2 separate regions of the Sparus aurata genome follow, and region 1 is linked to region 2. Evidence: chromatin contacts called from public Hi-C data. All regions are on one chromosome and are shown on one strand. Each heading gives the region's core, a stretch centred on a gene start, on an enhancer-like site or on the middle of the called end of the contact. The rest is flanking DNA. Distances are from core to core; before and after follow the strand shown. Region 1 holds the start of LOC115570773 (gap junction delta-3 protein). Region 2 holds the start of mki67 (marker of proliferation Ki-67).

Evidence for each region. A called contact is a pair of places that touch in the nucleus more often than the background predicts.
Region 1: a contact with region 2 is called in a Hi-C map of skeletal muscle, with 6 times the contacts expected there. The contact joins the promoter of LOC115570773 here to the promoter of mki67 in region 2. A contact is called at or near these places in 2 of 2 Hi-C or Micro-C datasets (skeletal muscle and an unstated tissue).

What each region holds. Positions count from the first base shown.
Region 1 is chr20:11,789,987-11,797,378 of fSpaAur1.1, reverse strand. It overlaps LOC115570773 (gap junction delta-3 protein), which reads left to right and starts at 4,506. Exons shown (of 2, transcript XM_030399481.1): 1 at 4,506-4,638; 2 at 6,117-7,392. The coding sequence starts at 6,175. The coding sequence ends at 7,050. It overlaps top2a (DNA topoisomerase II alpha), which reads left to right. Exons shown (of 35, transcript XM_030400870.1): 24 at 99-294; 25 at 485-576; 26 at 666-812; 27 at 911-994; 28 at 1,093-1,302; 29 at 1,407-1,527; 30 at 2,144-2,311; 31 at 2,689-2,869; 32 at 2,976-3,031; 33 at 3,127-3,258; 34 at 3,508-3,740; 35 at 3,881-4,445. The coding sequence ends at 4,030.
Region 2 is chr20:11,591,225-11,597,830 of fSpaAur1.1, reverse strand. mki67 (marker of proliferation Ki-67) reads left to right here and starts at 1,608. Exons shown (of 13, transcript XM_030400852.1): 1 at 1,608-1,785; 2 at 3,759-3,828; 3 at 3,921-3,996; 4 at 4,367-5,029; 5 at 5,170-5,402; 6 at 5,538-6,153; 7 at 6,278-6,393; 8 at 6,573-6,606. The coding sequence starts at 4,501.

The sequences.
Region 1 (7,392 bases), core at 3,257-5,756, 200 kb before region 2:
ACATTACAGTGACAGAGGATAAATCAAGTCTTCTGGATGCTTGCTATAAAATCTCACATATTTCTGAAAAGCTTAATCTGTCTTTTTTCTCCATTTAGGTTCTGTTTGACCATGTGGGCAGCTTGAAGAAATACGAGTCCGTGCAGGATATTCTCAAGGACTTCTTTGAGTTGAGGATGAAGTACTATGTGCTGAGAAAGGACTGGTTGACCGGCATGCTCGGGGCAGAGAGCGCTAAACTGACCAATCAGGCCCGCTTCATTCTGGAGAAAATCCAGGGCACCTTGGTTATTGGTTAGTAGCTTGTGTAATTTAATTTAAAAGACATGCAAATAATAAAAATGAAACATTTGTATTATCTACATTTCTTCCTACTAAAAGTGAGCAATCTAACAGTCCAAGTTTTAGGCATCATTGCGCAGACCTAAAACGTTTTAGATTTTTATTAGGATTAAAAGTTTTAATCCTGTCCATGTGCTTGCAGAGAACAAGCCAAAGAAGGAACTGATTCGCATGCTGCAGCAGATGGGCTACGACTCTGACCCAGTCAAGGCTTGGAAAGAGGCTCAAGAGAAGGTAGGGCGCGTTTCTACATCAATGAGGAATACTAAATAATCATCTACATCTGAGCTAATGGCTTCACATATTGGTGTTCATGGTTTTAGAATGAAGAGGAGATGGAGCAGGAAGATGAGGAAGAAGCAGAGAAGGAGGACACCAGCGGGCCAGACTACAACTACCTGCTGAGCATGCCCATGTGGTTCTTGACCAAAGAGAAGAAAGAGGAGTTGTGCAAACAGAGGGATGCTAAGGTGCGATGTTCAGTCATGCCTTCAAAAAAAATTGGAAATTTAATTTGGTCTGTCTAATGCAAACTTTGTCAATTTCTGACCTGACTGCTGTCTTATAGATTACAGAGCTGAACGCCCTGAAAAAGAAGAGTCCAGCAGACATGTGGAAGGAAGACCTGGCTGCTTTCTCTGAGGAACTGGAGGTACCGGCTCGTTGTCTAATTTTTATACATCCAGCCATAAGTGCACTTCTTTAGTCACATATACTCACTGACAATATCCTGTTCCTTCTTGTGCTCAGAAATGTGAGGCAAAAGAAAAGGAGAGTGCCGCCATGCCTGTCGTTAAAAAGGGCGCTGGTAAAGGCAAAGCGGTGAAGGTGAAGCAGGAGACTATGCCAACACCACAGGGTCGCCGCGTTATCCCACGCGTTACCAGCACCATGAAAGCTGAGGCCAACAGGAAGGCTGATCTCAAGAAGGGAGAAGGCAAGAGGGGCAAAAAAGTCAAGGTATGTCTTTTCATGAAATTTAAATCTGCGTCTTGAACTATTTTTGGTTTAGCACACTGCCGAAATGAAATAACATTTAACTTGACTACATTTCTGTAATGTAGAGCGAAGATGTGGTGATGAAGATGGAGTTTGGAGAAGATGCAGAGAACGCAGAGCCGAGCGAGGAGGTTGGTTTGGCTGCACGACTGACGAAGAAAACTAAAACCCAGGCGAAGGAAAAAGGTAAAAATGGCTGAAATGACACATGAAAACGATAATTGGCCAAACTTGAGTTGATGATGAGTTCTGTTCTTGGTATATTCTCATTTTTATGATGTATGTTTTTTCTTCATAGCTCAAATTCAACTTATATTCCACTCATTCGAGAAATATGCAGCAAGATTATTTGTTGAATAATGATAATAAAACAATCATTTTAAGCCTTCAACTCCCTCAGTGTTTGCATACAATTAACCAGCAACCAACTATTCTTTAGTAACATCTAGTGGCAGCTCTGTGAAAATGCATCATCTGCAAACTCCACTTGATAACAAACTGACTCAGGTGTCATGTCATACTGCTTGATTGCAAAACTGGGGCAATAATATATGATTGCAAAATTGGGGCAATAATATATGGACTTTGTTATCTACATCATAATTTGCTATTAACAATTCTGCACCAGCATTTAAAAGTTCTGTCTGAATATCCATTTACCAACAGCGGCACCTATATTCCCACAGTGGATAGCTTAAAGGACTTAAAAGAAATAAAAAAACTTTAACCATCATTATAAAATATATGAAGCTTTATTGCATTTTTATTAAAGATGACTAAGGAACACTCTTCTTTGCAGCAGTGGCATCAAAGACCGGCAAGCAGAGCACTCTTCAGTTCAAGCCCGTTTCCAAGAAGTCCAAGAAGAACCCGTGGTCGGACGAAGAGTCTGACAATCAGTCTGGCGACAGTGACATGGAGGTGGAGGAAGTGGTTGCCCCCAGGGAGCGGGTTGAACGTAAAACTAAAGGTGAATCTACCAGATGATCCTGACCTGTCATCAGTGACGGTTAGACGGGGGTTTAAATAGTTGTTTCCCATCCTCCTCTGAAAAGGACTGTCTCAGCTGTTTGCTCATACATACCCAGAACACCAGATTAGATGTAATCACTCTTGAAATGTTTTGATTTTAATTAAAATGTTGAAAAGCTGCATTTCCTAAGGCTAATTAGCTCTCTTATCTCAATTCGTCCCCAACTGGTCTTCCTGACTGTAGTGACTCCTCTATTATGGATATCTCGAGGGAAAACAAACTTTTCAGTCTAATTTTGGATTAAAAAAAACAAAAACCGTAGAATACCCGGCAGCATTGGTTAATCAAACCTTTCCGTTGTTTTTTTTCTGAAGCTGCGGTGAAGTACAGTATGTCTGACAGTGAAGATGAATTTGATGACTGGGGGAAGAAGGAAGCTCCAGTGCAGAAAGCTGTTGTCAGTGATGATGATACCAGCTTCGCCCCAGAGCCCAGCTCCATGCCTGACAGCGATGTGGACTCACCAGCCCCACCTCCTAAAGCTCCAGAGCCCACGTGAGTATGAAGACAATGACGTACAAAACTTCTTCTGTAACATCAGGGCTTTTATCAGAACATTTTTATATTGATCTTATAATTGAATTTCATTATTTCTATGCAGGAAGAAGGTGGTGAAGAGCAAATCCACAGTGAAACAAGCTGAAAGCAAGTCGAGCTGTAAGTATTTTTGTGTAACACTCCTGTGATGAGCTTGAGGAATAATGGGCTAATTTATCTGAGATCTAATTATTTGCTCTTGTGGCGCTTCACAGCTCCCTCTGATGATCAGGTGCCTGCAGCCAAGGCACCAGTTCAACGTACAACCAAAGATAAAACAAAAGAGGCTGCGCCTAAGAAAGCTCCTGCTGCCAGGAAACCAGCTGCATCCAAGAAGAAGGCTGCAGGTAAACAGCCATTAAACAATAATTAGGAACAGCTCAGCGTGGTTTATGACACACTGATGTTTCTCTGTTTATGTATTTTTTTGAGAAATGATACCAATAAAAAGTCAAGATTACAAAAGCTAAATTACAGTTATAGTTTTACATGTTTGTTACAAATATTTGTTGTTAACTTGTGATTAAAGTGCGTGATGGTTGGAGAAAAGAACTGAAATGCATTCTTGGTTTGTTCTTCCTGTTTGTTTCTCATAGATGTGAAGCAGCCGTCCATCATGGATGTTTTTTCGAAGCCCAAAGCAACGTCCAGCAAGCCTGCCAAGAAGGTCCCTACGTTTGACACCAGCGACTCTGAGGGCGAAGCTAAAGCTCCGGTCACAAAGGCGAAGCCCGTTCTAAAACGGAAACAGGCCGACAGCGACAACTCTGACAGCGACTCAGACAACCTCATGTCACGTCTGAAGGCCAAAACAACTGCCGGCAGCAAGGTCAGTTTTACACTGAACTCTAATTTGAGAAAGGGTTTTTACATGTTAATGGGCCAGCAGACCTCATTTTATAAATCTATTTAGTTCAAGTCATTATCATCACCTTGTTATAAACTTGAACATTTTCTCTGTACCTGTAGAAAACCAAGAAGTGGCTCGATGACGACAGCTTCCAGGTCTCAGATCAGGAGGAAGCATCTCCCGTGGCGGTGGCGCCGCGGGACAAGCCCTCACGTGCCCGGAAACCTGTAACCTACAACCTGGACTCAGACTCCGATGAAGACTTTTAAAACTTAGTCCCTAAACCAGTGTCTACATGGCCAATTTTTTTCATAGATCTTGTATCAAAGACCGGTTCTTTAGTAAGTTATACATAAAGTTTGTGCCATATGCTGACATATGGCTTTGCTTTTATCACTGGAAGCACCGTTGCATTTACACTTGTTGCTTGAATGGACCTGCAGTTTTTACAAAGCTGATTGATTGATTGTAGAAAAAATTGAAATAGAATCTGTTTCTGTGTCAGGTGCTTGACCCTTGTTACACCTGAGTATCTCTGCTTTTAGTGTCCAAATTACTAACACTTATGGCTACTCGACATTTCTTTGTAATCCACTTTTGTTTGTTTGTGTCCTGTCTTGTAAATATTTCAATGGCTGTTAAGTTTATATGGCAAAAAAATAAAGTTAACCTGTTTGTACCGATTGCAGCGTATTTGGAAATGAGAGTCACATGATGGGATTGCTTTAGGGCTAACGTCGAGTGAAACGTGCCGTTGAATTTGTGTCTGTACAAGTCAGGTTTCTCAGTAGTGTTTCGGGGAGGGAGACTGATAAGCTGCACATGTGGTAGATAGGACTGGTGTAATGGGAAACAAGTCTTTGGGGAAGTTGGATGGGTAAGTAACACTTTTATTAACCATGATTTCATTTCAGAGGTTAAAATCTTTAAGACTTGGCTTTTATGCACAAATTGAGATTGTGAATGTTGAGAGTAGAAAGTGAAAGAATTCTCCTTATCTAATACAACTTTGATAAACTGATTCCAAGTCATAAAATCATTGACATACAGTTATAACGGCTAAGATAAAAAGAACAAATCTTGAACCACAAAGCTCAATAAAAATTGTCTTGACTGCTTTCTGAATGAAACAGTTCATCACAGGGTAGCATTACGCAAGTGTTCGCGTGTTGCCCTTTGTGATCAGAGAAAACAGTTGGTGCAGCTTAAGGCTGACCCTTCCTGCCATTTAGGAAGCTCTTTGAAATGCTCATCAAGAGTTTGCCTTTCTTGGGTAAACATCACTCCTGTCTGGGACTCTTGATGGGTCCAGATTAGGACGTTGCAGGAATTTCCGGTTGCCACCCTCTCAATTAGAAGCCCCTGCAAGCCTCCACCACATGCCATTTGGAGTGAGAGCTGGTGTGGACCAAGGTGTAACGCTTGATTGGACACAATTTTTATATATCCTCCTCCATTTTGTCCTGGGACATATCTGAGCAGGAGAGGACGAGGAACCAGAAAACAGGATTTTTTTTTTTCTTTTCATGGTTTGGTTTTCGCGTGTCTCTGCTTCAGGTAAATCAAATCCCTAATGCCTTAAAGCCTCGGCTTGTTTTGTCATCTTGCTGCCACTGACTTGTCAGAAATCTGAGTACAGACCAGCAAGTAGCTCAACCAGTCAGGTTACTTGCACAAGCAGCAGCCTGTAGATTGAACGATGCTGTATTCATAACGGCTGTGCCACGAAAATGAAGGTCAAATATGTGAAGAATAAACGACAACCAATCAACCAAAATTTCTGGTGACTGGTTAATTATTTCAGTGGCGGATTCAGGATGTGTGAGGGCCAGGGGTGAACTAGATCAAAAAAAAGGGCACCACATGTGTGCAAGGGGCAACCAGTGGGGTAAGGAGAAGGCACTTTGTCATGTTTTACCTACCATAGGGGAGGCCAACAGTGTGTGCGCGCCGTGTTTTTTCAAACACGGGGTCACCTGTGTTTCGAGGGATGAATGTACTTTATAGCAAACTTTTTTTTATATAGATATCACATCGTGAGGTCTGACTGTTTTCTCTTTCAATATCTTCACAGTCATCTGTCAAAACAAAACCTAAAGATGAGGGGAATACCAAGAGGTTTAATGGTGCCGCTGTGATTGTTTTATTCCTTTCCTGCTATTGATAAATTCCTGTTATTGCAGGTGGTGTAACCGTGTTTCATTTTTGGTTTCAGGTAATTAGAATGTGAGTTTTATCACCACTTTGAATGATTAAAAAAAAAAGAACACCTAGATAAGCTGACTGACCTTAGACCCTCCTTTGAGTCATAAGTTGGACATAATAAGACACACTTTGGTTTCTCTTTTATCAAAGACAGCTCCGAGGCGGATAGATCTCCAGATTCTCAAGAAGCCATACCGGCGCTGCGATCATGGGGGAATGGGGCTTCCTCGGCGTGCTCTTCGACAGCCTCCAGGTCCACTCGCCGATGCTTGGTCGTTTCTGGCTCCTGCTCATGCTTATCTTCAGGATTGTGATCCTGGGAACTGTAGCCAGCGACCTGTTTGATGACGAGCAAGAGGAGTTTGTCTGCAACACCCTCCAGCCGGGCTGCAGACAGGTGTGCTACGACATGGCCTTCCCCATCTCCCAGTACAGATTCTGGGTGTTTCACGTCGTCCTCATCGCCACACCTTCCTTGGTTTTCCTCATGTACGCCGCGCATCACCACAGCAAGAGGACCGCCGCCCACCCCAAGTTCAACCAGATTTGCAGCCGGGACCAGAGACAAGACCGCCGTTTGAGGAGGCTTTACATGGTCAACGTGATCTTCCGCATATTTGCAGAAGTTGGCTTTCTCTTGGGACAGTGGTGGCTGTACGGCTTCCAGGTGGATGCCCAGTTCCCCTGCAGCCGCTTTCCTTGCCCCTACACAGTGGACTGCTTCACCTCGCGCCCCGCAGAGAAAACAATCTTCCTCTGCTTCTACTTCGCCGTGGGGCTGATAGCATTCATCTCCAGCTGCGCAGAGGTTCTCTACGGCTCCAAGAAGTGGTTCTGCTCAAGCCGGGGGTCCGTCACCACGGATTCCTCCTCTTACGTCTGCGAGAACCTCCACAACGTCAAGCAAGAGGAGGCAGTGGCAGCAAATGGGAAACCTAGCGCATTTAAGGCCCCAGAGAGAGCGTACAGCAGCGTGAGGATGAAGGCGGGATCGATGAGGAGCAGCGCGATTAGGAAGGCCTCCAGCTACAGCCACAAACCCAGGGCTGTCAAATCTGTGAGCAGCAGGACATTCATGGTGTGAGAGCTTCACTTACCCTCATCTAAGTGTTGGAACTGTTTCCTGAATGCCACTTCCTTAGCGTAAGAGACATCATCAGGGAGTTCACAGTAGACAGGAAATTAGAGAAGACGAGACTGATTGCTTTGATAAAGGCGGACGCACTGTTGACTTGTTTGGTCTGATGAATCATTACATAATACAAATATTACAGGAGGGAAAGGGCCCGTGGATTACACTTGATGCACTGATTGCTTCTTTGTTTTGAAGAAATCTGATTGTACATCCATGTACCGAACCCTTCTTAATCCACTTATTCCGGGGGGGTAGCATCTGATACCACGTTTTATTTGTTTAATCCATACA
Region 2 (6,606 bases), core at 359-2,858:
TTTTTTAGTTTAGCACATTCTTCCTTGTAAAAGTTGAATTCATGAGCCGTTGAACACACCTGTGCTCAAATCACCGCTCTCACAGGTTTTGCACCGACAGCATTAGTTGATCTTATGTGAGCAGTAGTTGATAGTGGCTAATGTTAGCAAACATTTGATAGTTTGCTGTATAAATATACTACTGACTGTATGATTATCTAGCAATTGCCACTATCCTATAATCATCACTTGTGGCCACAGTGGCTGCTGTTTAGCAATCACTAGCATAGTGTAGTAACTTAAAGGACCTTACTTTGTGTTGAAAGGTGGTGGGGGCATAAAGGCTTGGATGAAAAGAAAAAGAGTTTTTAAACAGTCTTCAGCACATGCAATTTTAGGCAATGTAATGTATGCAGTCTGAGTAGATCATAAACATCTGGATATGTTTTATTACTTATATGGGATGTTTTAGGCTGTCAAACAGGACCTGGGTGGATTACTGTCCATTTTTGTTTTATTTTGCACCAGAGTCAACAGCAGCTAGCTTCAAGTGAAAGCTGCTGTTGGATAGCGAATCATTTGTTCTCATTTGTTATTTCATATTTCCTGAAGCAAGCTATTTTGCTCAAATGACGCTGTTAAAAAGTAACTGGGACAAAATTGCCATTTTCCGAATAGCCGCATATCAACAGACTAATTCTAAGTGCATATATATATATATATATATATATATATATATATATATATATATATATATATATATATATATATATATATATATATACATATATATATATATATACATATATATATATATATATATATATATATATATATATATATATATATATGTATCACAAACATTTATAGCAGAAACAGTACAGATCTAACTAGTAACATTGATGATGGCTCTGCACCACAGAGGTGTCCCAATAAGCCAAGCTAGTCCTGCAATAACATGACAACAGACAAAATGTCTCATGCAAAAAAGATCTGTATATAATATATACTATCATGATATATGATTATAAATAACGGCTACCCAATACAGAGCTATAAACAGTAGTAGACAGTTAATCTGGATTTGAGCGGCTGTCTCTGAAGATCCATTCAAGTGGAGCTTGTTGAGGTTAGTTAACCCCAACAACTATATTTAAATGATATTAACTCTTACAAAAGTCTGAAACAAAATGAGAATTTTTTCTATAAATCATTAGTATATTCTTTGTAATCTCTTGATAAAATTATAAATGCCATCTGGTTTCTATAAAGAAGCTCAGTGATAAAGACTGTCTAGTCTCGGCTTTGCAATAATTTTCCAAGTCCTATGCCCCGCCCTTTCTTTGAGATGGTGACGTATCAACCAATCACAGTTCTTCGCGCGGAATTTCAAACATTTTCAAATCAGTGTCCCTGTACCGAAGTGAAATCGTTCCGCCAGAATCGTAAACAAAATAGTCCCCTTTACGTTAATGGCAGTTACATTTGATGCTGACAATAATATTAAACTTTAAAAACACAGTTACTCAAAAATACATCTATTGTACCGCAAAACACAAGTTAAACCGCGTGTCTCTTTCAATTACAGTGTGTATTGAGTGGCGGAGTGATACTACGGCACCTCTGTGTAAGAGGCGAGAGGCGACAAATGACGGCTGCTCATGTTAGCTGCCGTTAGCCATTCGTCGATGTACATTGTAGTGTACGGTAGGTTACGTTTAGTCTGATATGACATTATAGTAAAACTAATCTTCGCCGCATCCCGGTTTATGGCTTGCCAGAAGTTGACGCGTCTTTGATTTCCAGGTAAGGCTACAACGCATGGACATATTTTTCAGTCTGTCCAACCATGGGCACATATTAAAGTTCTAGCTAGCTAACGTTAACGTTCAGTGACATGTATCAACGGACAATGCATCTTGTATCGGTAAATTGTCGCTTTTCTTGAAACATTTCTGCAACAATATAACGTTATCATTTCTGACAAAAGTATATCGGCACTTTCGAGGCGACATTACACGTGGGGTGACGCTGAATTTTCAGCTGGGTGTTTTTAATGTCAGTGTGTCCGAACAGAGATCTTCTGAGTTGATGTGTAACGTTAACGCTAACGTCGAAAAAATTGTCAGCGTTAAAACACAGTAACGTTATTGATTAAAAAATGATATACCTTTCGTCAACAAATTTCAATTAATGTTAACGTGCAGTAAATTTGATATGATGAAACGTCGTAAACGATTGAAATGTTGTATTTTCCCGAAAATCTCCCCATTTAGTTTGTTTCCTGTTTAAATGGGCCGTTTTTTAACGTCACTCTTTAAAAATTCACATTTGTTGTGTTAGCACTATGGTTTGACACTCGTTTTTTCCAGGTAACGTTACGAAAATGCCATTGCATGGAAAGATAGTGGTGATTAAGAGGAGTGGAGGAGATGGGACTGAGTTTCCTCTTACTGCAACATGCTTATTTGGAAGGTAAGAGCAGTAAAATGCATTTTGTGGGTGTAATGGGAGGTCATGTTTACAGATTAAATCACCACCCTTCGTTTGTTATATTTAAACTGCACTATTGTGTTTAGCACATATCTTTAAGCACATGCACACATTTATGTTAAAGCCAGCATTAACTATGAGCAGCCTCGTGTTGGGGTTGACAGAGGTGCTATAAAATCCTTGTTAGTTTGGAGGCGGGCCCTCTGCTGCTGACGTCAGAAATGTTAACGCATGTCTTTCCCTTGTTCATACATGAAGTAGCTCCAGTTTACAGGTTCACTTTACTCTTGGACCCTGGAATATTTCATAAAATACTCATTAACAAGTGCCACTGAAAACCTTGGGCGGTTCAGGTAATGTGTGTTTTGTTGACACATGTTTTCTCTGTGATCTTTGCAGGAAGCCAGACTGTGACATTCGCATTCAGCTTCCTCAAGTCTCCAAGGAGCATTGCAGGATTGACTTGAATGAAAATAAAGAGGTAATGACACATGCGAAACATGACCATGCTAACTTCAGTGATTCAACTCTAAAGCATACCTGGGATAATGAGGAATTCGTATTTGAATAATCATTTATGTCTTATGTTCATTCCAGTGTCAACAAAAAAGTCTCATTCCTAAATCACTTGTGGGTTCATTGTGGGAAATTTTGACCTAGATAGCAGTAAAAGCCGGGCTGACAATATTCTTCACTTTGAGGGCGTGCGTTTGATATGATTTTAATCTTTGACTCTTTCAGGTCGTTTTGACAAATTTGAGCTCAGTGAATCCAACTTGTGTCAACGGAGAAGCTTTGCAACAATCTGAGCGTCTGAAGCATGGAGATGTTATAACTATTATTGACCGTTCTTTCAGGTGGGTGTGAAGAGAAACAATTTACCATTCTTATTGCTCCTACCTCCTTACTTTTACTATTACTTCAGTATCAAGTGTATTGATTTGAAAAAAATAGTTTGACTCGGGTACATTCACACAAAAAAAGCCTAGGTTGCATTTTGGCGAGAGTTTCGCTTTAAAATATTTGTCACAACCTGCAAATGCTATCTCTATTGTCTGTACAAAAATCAAGAGTTCTACAATTTTTTATCCCATACATGCATCATTTTTGGTTTTCATTGATAGTTTTACCTGTACTTCCAAGAACACATTGTAGGGACATTTAAGTACAGATGGTATGTATTTAAATGGTATATATACCAGATGCAATGGGAATGGTGAAGTTGGCATTTTATTGACGTATGTAGATGAAGTTCTAGTTATATTTTCTGATGATTGTCATTTCAGGTTCGAGTACCCTCCAGCACCCACACCAAAGAAGAGGTCTTCCATAGGAGGCAAAACTGAAACCCTCAAGGTAACTTGCAGATTATTTATGTTCTCGCTAGAGCACTGCAGCCATCCCAACATCTTGACTTTGCCTGTTTAACAAAAGTGTCTCATGCCTAGGTTCTTAAAGATCAGCAGGTGGGACACACTGTCACCACTGAAACAGGAGGGAAAAGGATCTCTGAAGTGTCCACAGGTGAGACTATGTGACAGTGTTATTGTGAATTAGCTGTAGTTGAAGATAATGTTACACAATTACAGTTGGAGAACTCACAGAATTGGTGTTTACTTTGCAGCTGATTAAACATAATGGAATCAAATATTTTATCAAGTAGTTTTGAAAATGTAGATGGAAGTCTTGCTATGAATTTTCTATGTATACAGAACAATGAATTTGAGGCTCCAAACAGATTAGTCTCAAAATATAAGTCTTTGTGGTGGTTGTTGTTGTTGTTGTAGTAGTATTTAGCCCATTCTGGTAAACATCTGACAGATAAGTGAAAATGTTTTTGCAGCCCTTGCACTTTAAAGTGTACAAGCCTTTTTTATTGTTGGCTCTGTTTTAGGCCCTCATCTAAAAGATGGTACTAACAATGACAACATCCAGCGTTCTCTGGAGAAAAATGTGGAGGTGGATCCCAAGGAGGATCATAGCCTGCTGCACAACAAGACCGCATCCCCCTTCAACGATCTGTATCAAATGATCAAAAAATCTCTGGATGTTAAGACCCCGCGTAAATCTTCTGTCAGCCTGCTTCAAACGCCTTCCTCGAAGCTCTGCACTCCAAAACCTGTTTCAGTCAGAAAAAGTGGTGGAAAGCCTGTAATTTCCTCAGAAGACAAAAGCACTCCTAAGGATGAAGTCTCTTCTGGAGCTGATGAAACAAAGGAGGTGGAAGAAAAAATGGGTAATGGGACCCCGAAGTCAGTTAAGAAGCAGAGGAAGTCCTTTGAAGTTCCTTCTACTGTGATGGGGGGACCCGAAGCTGGAAATGGTGCCAAATCAGAGGCAGTGTCACCTCAGAAGAGAAACCGTTCACCTCCTCAAAGGTTTACTGCATGTGAGGTTATTGAGCAAGTTTCCACTCAAACACCCAAGTCACCTGTGAGAAGGAGAAGCAAGGAGGCCACACCAGCCAAACCTGCAGTGTCCAAGGAACAAGAAAAGCAAGCAGTGACTTCTCCCAAAACAAAAGCATCTCCAAAGAACTCAGGAAAGGTTGAAAAAGGTAATAAATATTTTTACACTATGTTGTTTCTCTTCAAATTTTGAACAGTGTTACCTGAATTGCAGAAATAACTTGAGCATGTTTCAGAAATATTTGGTTGTTTCTTATGTTTCATTTCACATTTACAATTCATTTATCAGTAAAAGAGACGTCCAAGAAACGCAAAAGTGGAGAACTTGTTGCCGACTTGCCCACATCACAAATGAAAAGGAAACGGGTTTCCTTTGGCGGGCAGCTGAGTCCGGAGTTATTTGACAAACGACTGCCTCCTGACTCTCCGTTACGCAAGGGGGCCACTCCTAGGAGAAGCCTATCCCTGTATCGACCCAAAAACTCACTTCTCAGACGAGCATCAGTCATTGGCTTGCTCCAGGTAAGACTTTACTGGACAAGGAGGACTCAAGTTTGACCGCACAGAACTGTTCCCCCTTACATGATGTTTTTTTTAAATTATTCTTTTTACTTTCTTTGTTTTTTTGGTTTGTTTGGTTTTTTTTTGCTTTTGTAGGAGCATCCATCGCCTAAGAAATCACCAGGTGCCAAGAAGGCTTCACCTAAGACTCCATCACCTGCAAAGAAATCCCCAGAATCCAAGTCTCCTTCTCCCAAGGCAGAAACCCCTGCAAAGAAGTCCCCAAAATCCAAGTCTCCTTCTCCCAAGCCAGAAACCCCTGCAAAGAAGTCCCCAAAATCCAAGTCTCCTTCTCCCAAGCCAGAAACCCCTGCAAAGAAGTCCCCAAAATCCAAGTCTCCTTCTCCCAAGCCAGAAACCCCTGCAAAGAAGTCCCCAAAATCCAAGTCTCCTTCTCCCAAGGCAGCAACCCCTGCACAGAAGTCCCCAAAATCAAGGAGCCCTACTCCCAAGGCTGCATCTGCAAACAAAATGGAAACTCCTAAGGCCATCAAACAGACCCCCACAGTACAAGGGCGATTCTCTGTGTCACGCATCAGCACACCATCTCCAATTGCTGAAGATGCCGTTACTGACCAGGTGCCTTTGGTCACAGTAACTCCTAAAATACCCCTAATGAGGAAAAGCATGAAGAACACCTCACGGAAGAGCATCGCAAAGAGTGCTGTAAAAGTGCTGCGCAGAAGTGGCATTTCAAGGGCATCTATCAAAGGTATGTTCAAACCCTGAATTATGATATACTGTACATCTTTTTATATTGTAAATCTTACCTTTGGTCCATGCACTTTATGATCAATTTCTGTGTTCATTTCTCCCTTTTCTGGCTCTCCTTTCAGCCATGAATTCCTACGCAGACATGGTGAAATTTGGGCAAACTAAGGTTCAAGTGGCTATTCCAGCTAAAACGGCAGTCCCCAAAAAGACAATGAAGAAGACTGTGTCCAAACTCCAGGTAAACAATATTCCTGTTCCTGAATACAGGACCCTTTTAGAGCAGATCACATTAGAACTTCTAAGTCTTACTTACTCTTACTGAACATCATCGCTTACTGTTATAGGGTTATTTCTTGTTGTGATGTTAGCATGTTTAACATTTTGAAAACTGCAGTGACTCTGTCCTAAATCTTTTAGACACCTGCAAGAAAACTCCTTGGCCATGTCAGCA